2 separate regions of the Mus musculus genome follow, and region 1 is linked to region 2. The links are chromatin contacts, called in public HiChIP or PLAC-seq maps. All regions are on one chromosome and are shown on one strand. The core of a region is the stretch at or near the end of the contact, and the rest is flanking DNA. Distances in the headings are between cores, read along the strand shown. Region 1 overlaps Slmap (sarcolemma associated protein). Region 2 holds the start of Arf4 (ADP-ribosylation factor 4).

Evidence for each region. HiChIP or PLAC-seq counts read pairs in DNA pulled down with a chosen protein or histone mark.
Region 1: an H3K27ac HiChIP or PLAC-seq map of extraembryonic endoderm stem cells shows a contact between it and region 2. The contact joins the enhancer-like site here to the promoter of Arf4 in region 2. A contact is called at or near these places in 2 of 39 promoter capture datasets (cranial neural crest and neural stem cells), 4 of 115 datasets of contacts at active chromatin or transcription factors (the SCID.adh cell line, extraembryonic endoderm stem cells, microglia and 1 more) and 2 of 9 other capture datasets (adipose tissue and liver).

The regions. Positions count from the first base shown.
Region 1 is chr14:26,425,435-26,433,071 of GRCm38.p6, reverse strand. It overlaps Slmap (sarcolemma associated protein), which reads left to right. Exons shown (of 23, transcript NM_001310445.1): 17 at 3,162-3,284; 18 at 4,756-4,830; 19 at 5,517-5,837; 20 at 6,390-6,507. Among named protein-coding and RNA genes, the nearest start is that of Gm34223, 25 kb to the right of the region's middle. Within about 2 kb of position 4,496, at least 2 of the 459 cell types and tissues checked have an H3K27ac peak or open chromatin away from gene starts, as enhancers often do. A contact at or near this core is called in extraembryonic endoderm stem cells, where this site is marked.
Region 2 is chr14:26,635,942-26,642,987 of GRCm38.p6, reverse strand. Arf4 (ADP-ribosylation factor 4) reads right to left here and starts at 4,854. Exons shown (of 6, transcript NM_007479.4): 1 at 4,502-4,854. The coding sequence starts at 4,568.

The DNA of each region.
Region 1 (7,637 bases), core at 3,247-5,746, 210 kb after region 2:
CTATGCACATGTAAGATGATAGTATTTCTGAGGTCCATACTGTACATAATTTTGTTTCTTTTTTTTAGTAACACAGTCATAGAAAGCTCTAAAGATATGCAAGTAGTGTTAAGAGTAAAACTTGTTTTTTAAGGCCTCAGACTCCGAGATCCTCCTGCCTCAGCCTTCCAAATGCTAGAAAGGCATAAATTCCTCAATAATATTTATTTCAGTTTGATTTCTACAACTAAATAAAATAGACTTAGGAGTTGTGGTACATGCTTTTAATCCTAGTTACTTGGAAGGTTGAGACAATAGTGCAAGTTCATTTGAGGCCAGTCTAACCTAGATAAGACTCAGCCACAAAAGAAAAGAAAAGGAGAATGAATCAGGCTGGGAAGGCTTCCCTTGTGTAAACATTTCCCTTATACTCAGCACCAGACCCTTCCAAGGTTGCGAAGCAGGTTGATTAAAAAGTATGGCACCATCAGAGTAGACTTAAGCCACAATAAATTAAACTAATGAAGTACTTTCCCACGAAGCCTTGTGGAACACAGTGTTTAATCAGCCTTAGCATGAAAATGTTTCTCATTAGTCTTTGATAAGAATTGGCTCTTGGTTGTTTAGAAGGATGTCTGCACACTAACAATGTGATTAGTTTGAATCTGGTCATTTGTGTTTATTGCACCAAACTTAATTTGCCAAGATTTTTAGTCAGTAGTAATACTATTCTAGAGTTCATGTTTATATGATTTGATGCATACCATCTTTTTTCTTTTTGTAATTAAATTTGTTGGTCCTTTTTTTATGGTTCAGAGAACTAATTTACAAATAGTGCTCCTTTGTATGAGCACAGTTCATTATGGCATTTATTATATTTTTTCCTTTAACATGTGCTTACTTGGCATAATAAGCCCACATTGGAGAGTGCAATGCTGTGTTAGTTTTGTTTCAGGGCATGGCCTATCACGGGAAGTGTTCTGCGGGATGGGAATTGTTTGTGTGTAGGCTTTCAAGGTGGGCTCCTCATGTATGAGGACCCCCTAAAGCAAGACAGCCTTCCTCTAGCTCTTACTGTGCTTGTAAGGATAAACACAGAAGGGGGGATGAGGGGGGGATAAGTTGACAGAATTTAGTCAGAAAGGATTGAACTTGTCCTAAGATAGTGGTATTAGGATTGGTTACTTTAAGAGAGATTTTTTTTAATTATTTAAAAAAATACAAACATGGTAAAAGTTGAAGAAAACAAAAAACACCTATATATGCCCACTTCCTAGATCCAGTATTCTACCATATTTCCTGTATTTAAATGTATGTAGACTGACTATTTCTTTTAATTTTTTAATAATTTAATAATTTCTGACCTATAGAAAAGTTGCAGCATTAGGATACTGTATATTCTTCATTCAGATTCTCCACATGTGAGCACTGCACCCATATTCCTCACTTTATCAATTTTTCATCCTTATTTTTCCTCTCCTTCCTCCTGTCTTTCACCTTTTACCTGTGGATCTTTTAGAATCACAGACATGATAACCTTTATTCCTAAATACTTTGCCCCACATATCCAGCTCCTCCTACATGACTCTTACACCATTCTCAGAATTAAGAAGTTAACCCTGATATGTTACTGTGCTTGAGTCTGCCAATTTTATTCTCATTTTCCAGTTGTCTCAGTAATGTCCTGGGTCATGCACTGCCTTTGTCATGGTTCTTTAGTCTCCTTTAGTCTCATGTCATTAACAGTTTTGAACAACATGGAACAATTAACATGTCTCTCAGGTTGGATGTGTCTAATGCCTCCTTGTGACCAGGTTCGAACTGTGTATACTTTACAGAAATGCCATGTCAGAAGGTGCCTCATACTGCATTGCTCTGTTGTTGGTGACATTAACTTTGACTAATTAAAATGTTGGCCTCCTTGGTTTCTCCTTGCCTTGTAACTTTTTGTAAGTTACTGAATTTTCTATTTTTGTGGAAAATTGTCTATGACTACATACATGTTCCATTAGACCTCAGACTTGTTCCTATTTATGTTTTAGCATATGCTGATTACTTTTACTCAGTTATTACTACAGTAGAGGTCAAGAATGATTTCATAACTATCGTTTCTTACATATTTGTTGTCTTGGCTCTTATTGAATTAATAATTCAGTGCATATATGTATCTGCTGTGCGGTTGGGTACAAATTAGGTACAGTGGAACAATAAGTTTTTATTGTGTTTTTATAATTAGCAGTATTTTTTGAATTTTTAAAAATTAAACTATGACTGCATTGTTTCTATTGTAGTAAGAATCTTTAAATTAAAAAAAAATCTTTATTTTTTTTCTTTTTGTTAAAAAATTTTACCCTATAACCCAAGCTATTCTAGATCTCACTGTGTAAGCAAAAGAATACAAAATACAGCATAAAAATCTGACTTTCTAGATGATGTTAGTTAGTGTTCAGTAGCCAAAGTATTTTTAAAGATTTGTTTGACTGTGTGCACGTGTGTGTGTGTGTGTGTGTGTGTGAGTGTGTGTGTGTGTATGTCCCTTCCATTCCCTTCCCTTCCCTCCCCTCCCCTTCCCGTTTTTCCATTTTTATTTAAATTCCTGTCTTATTCTTAAATTTCAAAATTGATGGAGAAGGAGCTGGAAAGAGGGGTAATCTGTTAAATTAGGCATTTTCTGCCAAGCCTGATAACTCGAGTTGAGTTCAATCCTTGGGACCCCCATGGTAGAGAGAAAGAGACAACTTCCTTGTGTTGTCTTCTGATCTCTACATATGTACTGTGGCATGCATGTCACACACACGTGCACACATGCACATACACACACCCAATAGTAAAAATGAATATAATAATAATATATAACTGTAGTAAAAATAAATATAATTTGAAAATTGATGGAAAAAGTGTTGTGCCTGTCTTACTGAATTTCAAGTTTACAGGAGCTGTACATTAATATGTATGTTATTGTCTATATTTTATAGTAGTACTAGTATCTGTGTTAACTCTTGTTGTTCAAGGTAAAAATAACTAATGTGCTTACCCTAATTTGCTTCTAAGTTTTATTTAACTCAATTGTGCTATATTACAAGCTATGTATGTCTAAACGTGAAAAAGAGTGCCAGACTTTAGTTATAGAGATTATAGTTCAGTACTAACACTTGCTTTTAAAATAAACATGTTTTTGTCAGATGACTTACAGGGTACCCAGTCAGAAACTGAGGCCAAACAAGACATTCAGCATCTTCGCAAAGAATTGGTGGAAGCCCAGGAGCTAGCTAGAACAAGTAAACAAAAATGCTTTGAACTTCAAGGTGAGATGAAGATCCCTGCAGCTCCCTGGGGTCCTGTGGAGGCAGCAGTGTGATGTGACAGCACAGAGCTCAGAGCCCAGAGGCCTGTGTTTGGATGTTAGATGCTCCAACAACCAGTGTAACACAAGCCTTGTTGGGGAGGGAACCCTGAAAATTGAGTTATTCCTAGAGTTGGTGCTCACATTTGAGGGGTGGTTATTTAACAGGAAGGTTTCAGACAAGGTTGAGGATATGGAATCTTCTAAGCCAAGCAGAGGGAATAAGAGTGTAAGTTTGAGGCCAGCCTGGGTAGTTAGATGCCCTCAAAAGAAAAACAAACAGTCTTTTTTATCTTGTCCACTTGGGGACCAGGCTTATGCTTCCATAGCATTCCAGTATCTGCCTTTAGGCAGTTAAAATCTTGGAGAGTCCCAAGATCCAGCCCATGGATTCTTATGACCTCCCTAAGTTTTATAAGATACCCTTTCTGAGTAGAACAATTCAAATGGCAAGGTGAAGCTGTGAATTCCTAACTACTTCCTTTCCTGATTCGTAAAAACATTACTATGTGGATGAGCTTATCTTAAGGTGCCTACCGCTCAGTGGAAGGCCAGCCTACCTGGCTTTTGTCCCCAGAACTGCAGAAATATTTGTTTCTCTTGAATCTATTATACGCGATACAGGCTAATGTTTAATTACAATGAAAAAATATTTTAGCAATCAGCCATTATTTTGTATTTACTGTGTGCTTGACAGTAAACACAAGAATTTTGTGTTTGGAGTTTTTGTTGTTGTTGTTGTTGTTGTTGTTTTAGTTTTGTGTATGATTTTTAAGATTTGGGGTTTTTTTGAGGTTGAAGGTAGATGTTTTTGTTGCTTTTGTTTGTTTGTTTGTTTGTTTATGGGTAGGGTCTTACTACATGGCCTTTGCTAGCAAGGGACTCACTACATAGACAACTTGCTTGAACTCACAGAGATCTGTCTGCCTCTGTGACCTCAGTGCTTGGGTTAGATTACGTATGCAGTATGATGTCCGATCCTTAATATGCTAAATTTAATGGTATTAGGTATTTTACCTAGGCCTTTGTGTAAGTACTCTACCATGGAGGTATATCCCAACCCTCTAACACAGCCTAGGCTGGTCTTGAACTTGTGAGCTTCCTTGTCTTAGCCTTCCCAGTATTTGGGATTGTAAGTGTGTGCTATCACATTGCTCAAAATGATAACTAACAATGATTTGGCTATTTCTTGTGTGAGAAAGGCTTGCTGGTGATTCAGTCTATAGAAACTCTGGCACTGGGTTTTATAGATTTGTTACTTACTATTGTTTTGTGTTCTAAAATCTTAATGGCTAATACTGATAAAACTTATCATCTAACCTTGTGTCTTTCCATAAACTTTAAAAGACAAATTTTAGAAATTTCTAGCTGCACAATTATGAATCTTTTTCACTAACTCACAAAATTAGGTACACTGTATTTTTGCTTTTTAGCTCTTTTGGAAGAAGAACGAAAAGCCTATCGAAATCAAGTTGAAGAATCAGCTAAACAAATACAGGTTCTTCAAGGTATGGGGCACCCAAGAATGTTTTAGATAACTATGGTTATTGTTGCATTCAGCGATTGCAAAAGAATGGAAAGTAAGATTGCTGAGAGGCCTCAGTCGTCATGGCTCTGGTTCTTTCCGAGAAACTGTCTATCGTACCAGGCCCTTGGACAGTTGTCCTTTAAAGCAGACAAAAGGGGGAGATTGTGCTAGTAACCCACTGTAAGACACTGGAGTTGAAAAGGCAGAGTTGATGCTAACTGTGGTGGTGAATGCCTGTAATCCCAGCACATAAGAGGCTACATAATCTGAGTCCTGCCTGAGCTAAAACTCTGACTCACTGCCTACCCCCAAAATATTTTCATCAGCAAGAGGATAGAAAAATATATATTATATACATACATATGTAAATCCCTTTCTACTCAGTGTTTGTTATTATATGTATATAGGGGTATGTGTGGGTGTGTGTATGAAGGCATTTTATAAAGGGAGAATAAATACCAAAATATTAAAATAAACTTTCCTTTAGCCTTTTGGCTTTCTCCTTTTATATCTGTGTTCTGGTATTCTCTGTATCAAACATGGATTGCTTGTGCAGTTTAATCATAAGAAACAGCTGTGATAGCGAGGTTGTAGCCTGTAATGTGCTGTAATTTCCTTCCTAATTCCTATGACTTAAGAAAGTGATAGATAAATACACTTTTACAGTCCAGCTGCAGAAGTTACACATGGACATGGAGAATCTCCAGGAGGAAAAGGACACGGAAATCTCCAGCACAAGAGATAAATTGCTTAGTGCCCAAGATGAGATTTTGCTCCTTCGTCAAGCAGCAGCAGAGGCTGTGTCTGAGCGGGACACTGACTTTGTTTCTTTGCAAGAAGAGCTTAAGAAGGTCAGAGCGGAGCTTGAGGGCTGGAGGAAAGCAGCGTCTGAATACGAGAATGAAATCAGAAGTCTGCAGAGCAGCTTCCAGCTTAGATGTCAGCAGTGTGAAGACCAGCAAAGGGAGGAGGCAACAAGGTTGCAAGGTAAGTGAGTTCTTAAGCTTAAAGCTCCTACCTCTTGCTTTTCAGGGAGGTGGGGCTGGGGTGGGGGTGTGTGGGGGGGTTGCCTTTAGTCTCATTGTACTGTCCCGGCCTACACCTGCTAGCTCTTAACTCATGGCAGCAGTAATTTTTCTCTTTGATAGAAGGTAACAACATAAACCAGGGCTGTAGGTACATTCTGCAGGTCTACAGATCCTATAATAAGTTTCAGTTTTACAGACATGTACTGTTAATTCTATATAATGCTATTGAAGTATATATTGAAGTATTATATGCCCATAATCCCAGTACCTAGGAGGTAGAGACCAGATGATTATGAATTTAAGGCATGCTTGGATTATATCCTGAGAGCCTGTGCCAAAAACAAGCAAACATTAACATTATCTTAAAACAGCAAAGCAGCCAGGCGTAGTGGGACACCCTTAAAGCCAGTACTCAGGAGACAGAGGCGGTTCTCTGAAATGGTACTCTGTCTCCTTTGAATAGGTAGATTTTGGTTTCTATATTAACAAATATGTTTTATGACTACTTTAGGTGAGCTGGAGAAGTTGAAGAAGGAGTGGGATGTACTGGAAACGGAATGCCATTCTCTAAAAAAGGAGAACGTGTTGTTGTCTTCAGAACTGCAGCGACAAGAGAAAGAATTGCACAAGTATGTGAGCATTGCCCTTTTAACTTCAAAATATTTATCTTTAATTTTATGTAAATTAGAATTTGATACTTAAATATCATTTTGGAGCAAAATGTTCAGCCAAACTAGTTATATAGATAAACATAGTAAATAAATATTATGTAATTTCATACCTTTTATCACCCTATCCTATAAGCCTACGCCTTTTGGATTAACCTAGAACTCAGATCCATTTGGATGCCCCTGCTGAAAACAAAGAGCAGAGACCCAACACTGGAAGTACCTTGTTACCAGTGTGCTGCACATATAAAATTGTTGTTCTCTCACCTCGTCCGTTAGAGTGCTGATATAAAACTATAACAAAGAGTTTACCACAGAGGTATAACTTTAGCCTCTGAGTCACACAGGAAGAGGCTGGGAATATAACAAGCTATGGAGGACTTGAGGCTGTGGGTTCCATTCCTAGTGTGACAGAGGGGATTATAGAGAGATTTTGAGAGATTGAAATTGGACCTCTGGCTTGCTCCATCCTGACTAGTCAGAATAGAAAGCTCCGGGTTCAGTAAGACCTTGTCTCTAGAGGAAGACATCTGACGTTCATTCTGGCTTTCCCTTATTCAGGAATATATGCACACACCTGTACATGTACAAATACACATACAATACATAGTTGATACACAGGCCACACACACACACAGAGGAACTAATCTATATGTTGGGTGTCACACCCTTGTAGCCCTACACTTGTGTGTGTGTGTGTGTGTGTGTGTGAGAGAGAGAGAGAGAGAAAGAGAGAGAGAGATTGAGAGAGAGAGAGAGAGAGAGAGAGAGAGAGAGAGAGAGAGATGCAATCAGGAGGACCAGGAGTTCAAAGTCCTTTAGCTCTGTAGTCTGGGTAGTCTTATCTCAACCCCTCACCCCTCCTAAACTCAGTAAGAAAAGACCTGAAGAATAAGATCTGCTGATTTATTCTCTAAAGCCCCTCATTATAACACCATGAAATCTTACAAAGCACTTTCATTCTCTCTCTTTTTAAAAGATTTTATGTATTTTTATTTTATATGTATGTGTATTTTGCTTGCATACAGTAAGAATGCCATACATATGTAGCCTCTATGTGGTGGGCATTGGACTCTATAGAACTCCAAAAC
Region 2 (7,046 bases), core at 3,605-6,104:
AATTCCTCAGGGATTTGACCAACTAGACAGAAACTGGACCAAACAGATACAGAAAAATAAATTGAGGCTTTGCCAAAATTAATGTTTGGATTTTGGTTCTACCCAACATAATTGAGGGGTATTTTCTTTTCATGAATGAATTAATTAGAAACACATTATCAAAGGCTAGCAATTATGTTTACAAATAGTGGCTTATGAAAAATGCTTGCAATTTATTAAGTAAAAAGGGAACACAAACAATTTTAGAGGAATAAAGCTTTCTAAAATGTGGAGAATAAATGTGACAAGTAGGGACAGGAGCAAGCAGGTCCGGGGCAAAAGGGAGAAAGGGAAGGGGGGAAAAATTTGTAAAAAAAAAAAAAAAAAATTTGTGACAAGTAAGTACTGAAGAGATGCTCACTGGTAAGCATCCTAGAGGAGACTGGAGTTCAATGCCCACATAAATTATGTAATAATGGTGAAAGGTTGAATTACAAGTTATGATCACTTTTTTTCATGTCTAAATTGAACTTAAAAACAAACCAAAAAAAAAAAAAATAAAAAAATAAAAAATCAGAGCCGGGCAGTGGTGGCGCATGCCTTTAATCCCAGCACTTGAGAGGCAGTGGCAGGCGGATTTCTGAGTTCCAGGAGAGGCCAGCCTGGTCTACAGAGTGAGTTCCAGGACAGTCAGGGAAACCCTGTCTCCAGAAACAAACAAACAAACAATCAGAACCCAGAATTACCTAATAAAATGATATATAAAATAGAACATCTATCACTCTAACTTAAAGCCTCACGTATTAGTACAATTTTATTACTTATTAATATATTTTTAAATGAGCAAATGGAGGCTCCGTCCCAGTACTCAGGAGGTAGGACAGAAATTGAAGGCCATCCTTAGCTACATAGTGGCCAGCCTGGGCTACGTAATTACATGAGACCCTGTCTCAAAGAACTTGCAAGATGGCTCAGTAAGTAGAGACATTTTATCCCCAGAAGCATTCTCACCAAGTCCAAAGAAAATAGATTAAAATTAGCAATTCCTCTACAAATATATTAGTAATTTCAGAAAAAAATTAAATACTCATTTGCCAAAAGTACACCTTTTCATAGACAGACATACATACAGACAGATATACAGACAGACCTAGCTTACAATTCAGAGCTACTGCTCTCTAACTCTGGCTACCTGAGTACTCTAAGACAAAAGCAGGTGGTCCTCGAGTTTAAATGTAATATTATTCAAACAAGTAAGCTTTCCTTATAAATACCTAGTGCATCATTTCTGTTGGTCAATTGCCTCTAAGACGTTACATTCAATACATTGTATTGGCTATGTATTTGTTGTGTCTGAAGCACAGTGTCCCCCTGTCCCAGCCTTCTCAGTGCTTCATTATGGGCACTGACCATCATGCTAGCCCTGGCTAGGCTTTTTTTTTTTTTAATTATGGTTAACTATTAGCCATATCTTCCAACATCTCAAATTAACCTTGGGGGATTAGCTAGTACATAAATTAAGTTTTCATTTCCACAGTAGTTAGGCAAACCAGACACACTGGCTAACTGTCTTTTTTTTTTTTTAAGATTTATTTATTTATTATGTATACAGTGTTCTGCTTGCATGTATGCCTACAAGCCATTAGAGGGCTCCAGATCTCATTATAGATGGTTATGAACCACCATGTGGTTGCTGGGAATTGAACTCAGGACCTCTGAAAGAGCCTCTAAGCTCTTCACCTTTGAGCCATCTCTACAGCCTTAATTATTGTTTCTTTATACACTTCTAAACAGTAATCTAGGGCTGGAGAGATGGCTTAGGGGTTAAGAGCACTGACTGCTCTTCTGAAGGACCTGAGTTCAAATCCCAGAAACCACATGTTGGCTCACAACCATCCGTAATGAGATCTGATGCCCTCTTCTGGTGTGTCTGAAGAGAGTTACAGTGTACTTACATACAATAATAAATAAATCTAAAAAAAACAAAACAAAACAGTAATCTAGGAGCACAGATGTAGTTCAATGGTTATGTAGAGACCCTGATTTTGATCCCCAGAACTCCCCCACCACCACCAAAAAAAAGAAGAGCCTATTTATGAAAGAGAAGAAAACAAAACAAACCGATCATTTAGGGTGAGGCTAGGCTAGAGTACATGAACAAGGTTCCAGTCTCAAAACCATACCACAAAGTAAACACATACACACACACAGAAGCAGAGCACATGTGCACACATTTATATAGAACAATTCATTAACTAGAATTCCCAATACTCAAATGGGAAAAGTTATCATAAAAGTGATTATTAATGACAAAGTCAATCACTCATAAAGCCACAAAGACAAAAACCAAAACTCAAAACGTAGGAATTACCAGACTTCCAAACTACTGTGTTCCCAGTTCACACACAGAACCGACATTTATACTTCCTCTGACGAGTTACCATGAAAGGTGACTCTATGACTAGACTGCTTTTAAACAAGGAAAACAGTATTTCTACATTACAGTATAAAGTAAGAACAGCAAAGCGAGGGCATTCATCCCATGGCTGCCTTTCAGTTCTCAATCTGCTGGTTTACTACCTTTGCTCTTTCAAACTAATTTTATCTAGCTGGGTCGGATAATAATAAAATTAGAAAGTCAACTTTTAGAAATCATTTTTTTAAGCCAGATAGTTCTAAAGAACCTTAATTAAGCTATTAAAAAAAAAAACACTGTTTAAGAACTGCTTCTCAGTAACAGGTTTTATTGCCCAGCAGAGACCATTTAATTGGGCACAAGCATGACAAGTGTACACCTGTAATCCCAGCACTTGGCAGGCAGAGGGAGGTGGCTATCTATGAGTTTAAGATCCATCTGGTCTACAGAGCTACACAGTGAGTTCCAGGACAGCCAGGGCTATATAGAGAGACCCTGATGTCATTTTAAAACAAAAAGAATAGCAAACCTGAGTGAGTAAATACTTAAATAAAAAGAGTAAACCCAAACCGTGACTTCCACCCCTTCCGTAATCTCAGCTAGCTAAATGCTTGTCTACTTCCATTCTCTTTCAATCAGGATGGACAGGAGAGTTTCTCAAACATAGTACAGTGCTTAAACCATCATTTCACGCTTCTCCCTCCATCCCTTTAGCCATCACAAGACTCTGACAATGACAGTAACATCGACAATAAATTCTTTATTTTTCAGTAACACAATCCTGTACTGGATAATCTCTAAGAAACCCATTTATCACAGTGCAAAGTCCTCCCTTTGACTTCAGCCTTTTTCATACTGCCAATTTCTAACCAATTAAAGCTTAAATAACAGTCTGCCCTCCTAAAATAATTGTCCTTTTCATAAAGAGTATCTGCAAAACTATGAAAGAAAACATTTTCACTTAGCTTTGTGAATGGATCTCGCACAATTGTTTTTATGAATTGTAAAGAAGCTGAACAAACTAACAATAGCCAATTTGTACAGCCACGCTCTGCAGCACTACGGAAACTGAAGCGCTCCATAGGAGTGGGTGCTCAAAATAACCCTTTGCTCCTCACACTCAACAAGCGTCAACATTCAGTGTTCTCGGGGCTTTTTAAAAGGCGTCATTCAGGTCCTTGCAACTCAGCTGTGAGGTAGACTGCTGTACTAAGGAGAGGCCACTTTACAATGCCCAAGCGAAAGGCCTCCGCTGGGCAATAAAACCTGTCACAGCGAGGCAGCTTTTTAAACAAACGATTTTTTTTTTTTTTTGTAGCTCAATTGAGGTGCTTTACAACTATCCGTTTAAAAAAAAAAAAGATTTCGTCTCTAAAAGCTTTTGGATTTTATTATTATCCAGGCCAAATGGATAAGATTCGTATGAAAGAGCAAAGATAGCAAACCAAACAGGTTTAGAACTGAAAGACAGCCATGGGATAACTTTCATTTTCACAGAATAGGCTTCATAATCACGAGAAAAGAAAGTCGAATCCAGAGCAAGGCAAAGTTAAGCAAAGTGAGCTCAGAAGTCTCCGGACTTTTTTTCCGAATCTTGGGTAGCACCAAGTGTGACTTCGCCACAGTGGGCCTGGTCACTTCCTGCCCCAGGCGGCTCCTGGCCCGGGCCACATACCGATGGTTGTGTGCACAGGGCGTACACGACCAAGAAAGGGGGAGGAGGAGGAAGGCTGGAATAGGCCAGCTTCACTCTCGACCGCTGCCCACCGCCAGGGAAGTGAGGTGGAAGGAAGATTGCACCCTGAGAACGGCACCTTTAGAATGAGCTCCGCCAGTGTGAGCTAACCCTACATCTATCTCCGCTCAATCTCCCCAGGCTCTCAATTACAGCAGGAAGAGAAAGGCACGTAAAGCCAGGAGCGAGGAAATCTGGCCCAACTCTCTGGCTCAGCCTCTGTGGGAAACAAACCCCTCGCCCCTCGCCCCCATTGTTCCCCGAACGATGCTTCTTGATCGCCCTCCCCCACCGCAGCCGGAGAAGGCTGGGCGCCGGGCCACCGGCTGGCGAAGACACATGGCCTTCCCCGGCCCCGGTCCCTCACTCACCCATCAAAATGCGCATCTGCTTCTTGCCGAACAGGCGCGAGAAGAGAGAGGAGATGGTGAGGCCCATAGCGGTGGTGGCACTTGACGGTCAAAAGGAGGGGGTCTGGTGCGCCCTCGGGCCTTCACGGTTCCGGCTCACAACCGAGTGGGCGGAGGAGAAAACGCTGAAGACCTGTCTCGCTGGCTGGAGTGTCGGCGAAGCCGCGGGACAGGACGTAGCGGGACCGGGACCTGCTAGGCGTCTGGTGCGGTGGCTCCGGCGCGGCGTTAAGTGTTCGGCTGTGCCACGTCACACGGCGGCCGCGGAGACTCAGGCGGCGGCCCGCCCGCTCCAACGCGGACAGAATCGCGTCAGCGCTGCCCCACCCCCCTGCGTTGCAGGCGCCGCCCGGGCCACCGCGCCTGCGCGCAATGGGCCTGAGCCCGCTACGCCGACGTGCGAACTACCGGACGTGGAGCCCAGCGAAGACGGTTGGCACAGGCAGACGGAAGGACAGGCGGGCTCCCATGAGTCCTTGCTGCATCTCGTCCAATGGGGTTCGAGGTGAGTGGCTTCCGCCCGGATGAATAGTAGTAGTCCAAGGTTCGGGTAGGCGAGATGTGCATTGTGGGCTGAGTGGTGACGTTCTTGCTGACCTCTGGGTGACTTCTTCACGGGAGCCTCGGTGGTTTCCCACTCCCACAAATGTAATCAAATCTTGCAAGCAACCAGTAAGTTTGTCACAATGAAGGAACGAAGATGGACCCTGTTTTAATAAAAAATTTCCAGGCTGGGTAGGGACATGCGATGAGACGGATTTCATGTGAAATATCCTTAGTAGCTCGCTGCTCACAGCAAGCAGGGATAGGAGATCCAAAGACAACCCGCACAACAAAGGAAAGTCTTTACTCGCATAGACTTAATTTTATTCATTTTTTGAAAAAAACTTATAGACATCTAAAGTATCCCTCTAAGGATAAAGGGGTCTCTGATTTTTGCAGTTGGGTGAAAGTATTAGTAATTAAAGCGTGGCTGGCCTTCACAAGGGCAGCATCTGATTCTAGCTTCTCCAGAGAGAATTAAAAACAGACCTGCTGGCAGAGTAAAGGTGGAAAACTCCTAGGCATGACGCCAAGAATCATCAGAATGCTATGACGGTTTTCCATCCGCTTCCAGTACTGAGGATGGAACCCAGGATTTCAAAGCTTGCTAAGAGCGTTCTACCACTGTGGACAGTTTTCCTTTTGAGATGACAAACTGCTCTCGAATTTGTGATCCTCCTACATCACCCTCCAGAATGGCCAGGTTTCTTGGCTTGTACCACCACACCCAGTAGAGTACTAATTTTTTGAGAGGTCAACTAAAGACTGCGTTTCTGAAACAGGAACCTTGTCTGTCCTATTCATTCCTATTATTCCCAGAATAATAATGAAGAATTTACTACCGTTTTACTGGTTACAAAATACGATGTAGGGGGGAAGCAAATTATCTAAGAATGTCACCTTATAACTATTGCTAAAGTTTACCGTTAGTAGCGCCCACAATCCTACCCTTCCTAGTTAGTGTTCACCAGCTCTTAAGTATTTTCTCTAGGAAGGTACTTTTTGTTTGAGCAGTTCTCTATTTCTTAGGTTCAATGTGTGATGTCTTCTGTTCAGAAATAAGGCTTCCTATTTAATGTTATTGGCAAGAGCCCACCGTTCCTCTTGTCTGAAAGCATTAAGGAAACAGAGAACTTGGCATACTGCAAATAATGACAGGGATATGACCTATAAACTATGGTATATCCACACTCTAGGATAATATGAGGAATTAAAATAAATCAGAACTATACACAGTATCCTAATAAAAATATCTCCAAAGTAGCTTTAGTGGAATGGAGGACAAATAGTAAATACAGTAAGGTGATATGAAAATAGATTTTTAGGGATATAGCTCAGTTAATGAAAGTCTTGTCATAAAAGCTTTGAGTTTATTCATTCCCCACAGATGGGAGGTGGTGACAGGATGATGAGAAGACCAAGGATATGCTCCACTGCAGAGTACAGGCTGCAGGGGCCAGCCTCAAGTACATGAGACTGACTCTAAAACAAAACACACGTTTCTGCCATCTGTGATAAGGCACATTTGTAATCCCAGCTCTTGTCAGATAGAAAGTGGAGGATCAGGAAGACAAGGTTATCAAAGCCTGAACTCTATGAGAACCCAGCAATAATACAGTTTATCACTGTGTATATTTGTATATTTGTATATCTGTGTATATTGTATGCAAGCATGTGGACACAGCACAGGAATTTAAAATAGTATTCAGTAGTCATTAGCAGTTACCTGATTAACTATGAAGGAAGGAAAACTTTGCAGGGAATGGAGAAACCCATATTGAAAGGGTCAAAAAAAAAAAAAGAGCTTTACTTGTACTTTAAAAAAAAATCACTTTACTGAGATATAACTTCATGCACTGATTTGCCAATTTTAAGTGTACAATTTAATAACATATATTCTGCCATATAACTGTTTCTAAGGCTGGTGAGCATAGACATAGCCTGACAACCTAGGTCCCCACTT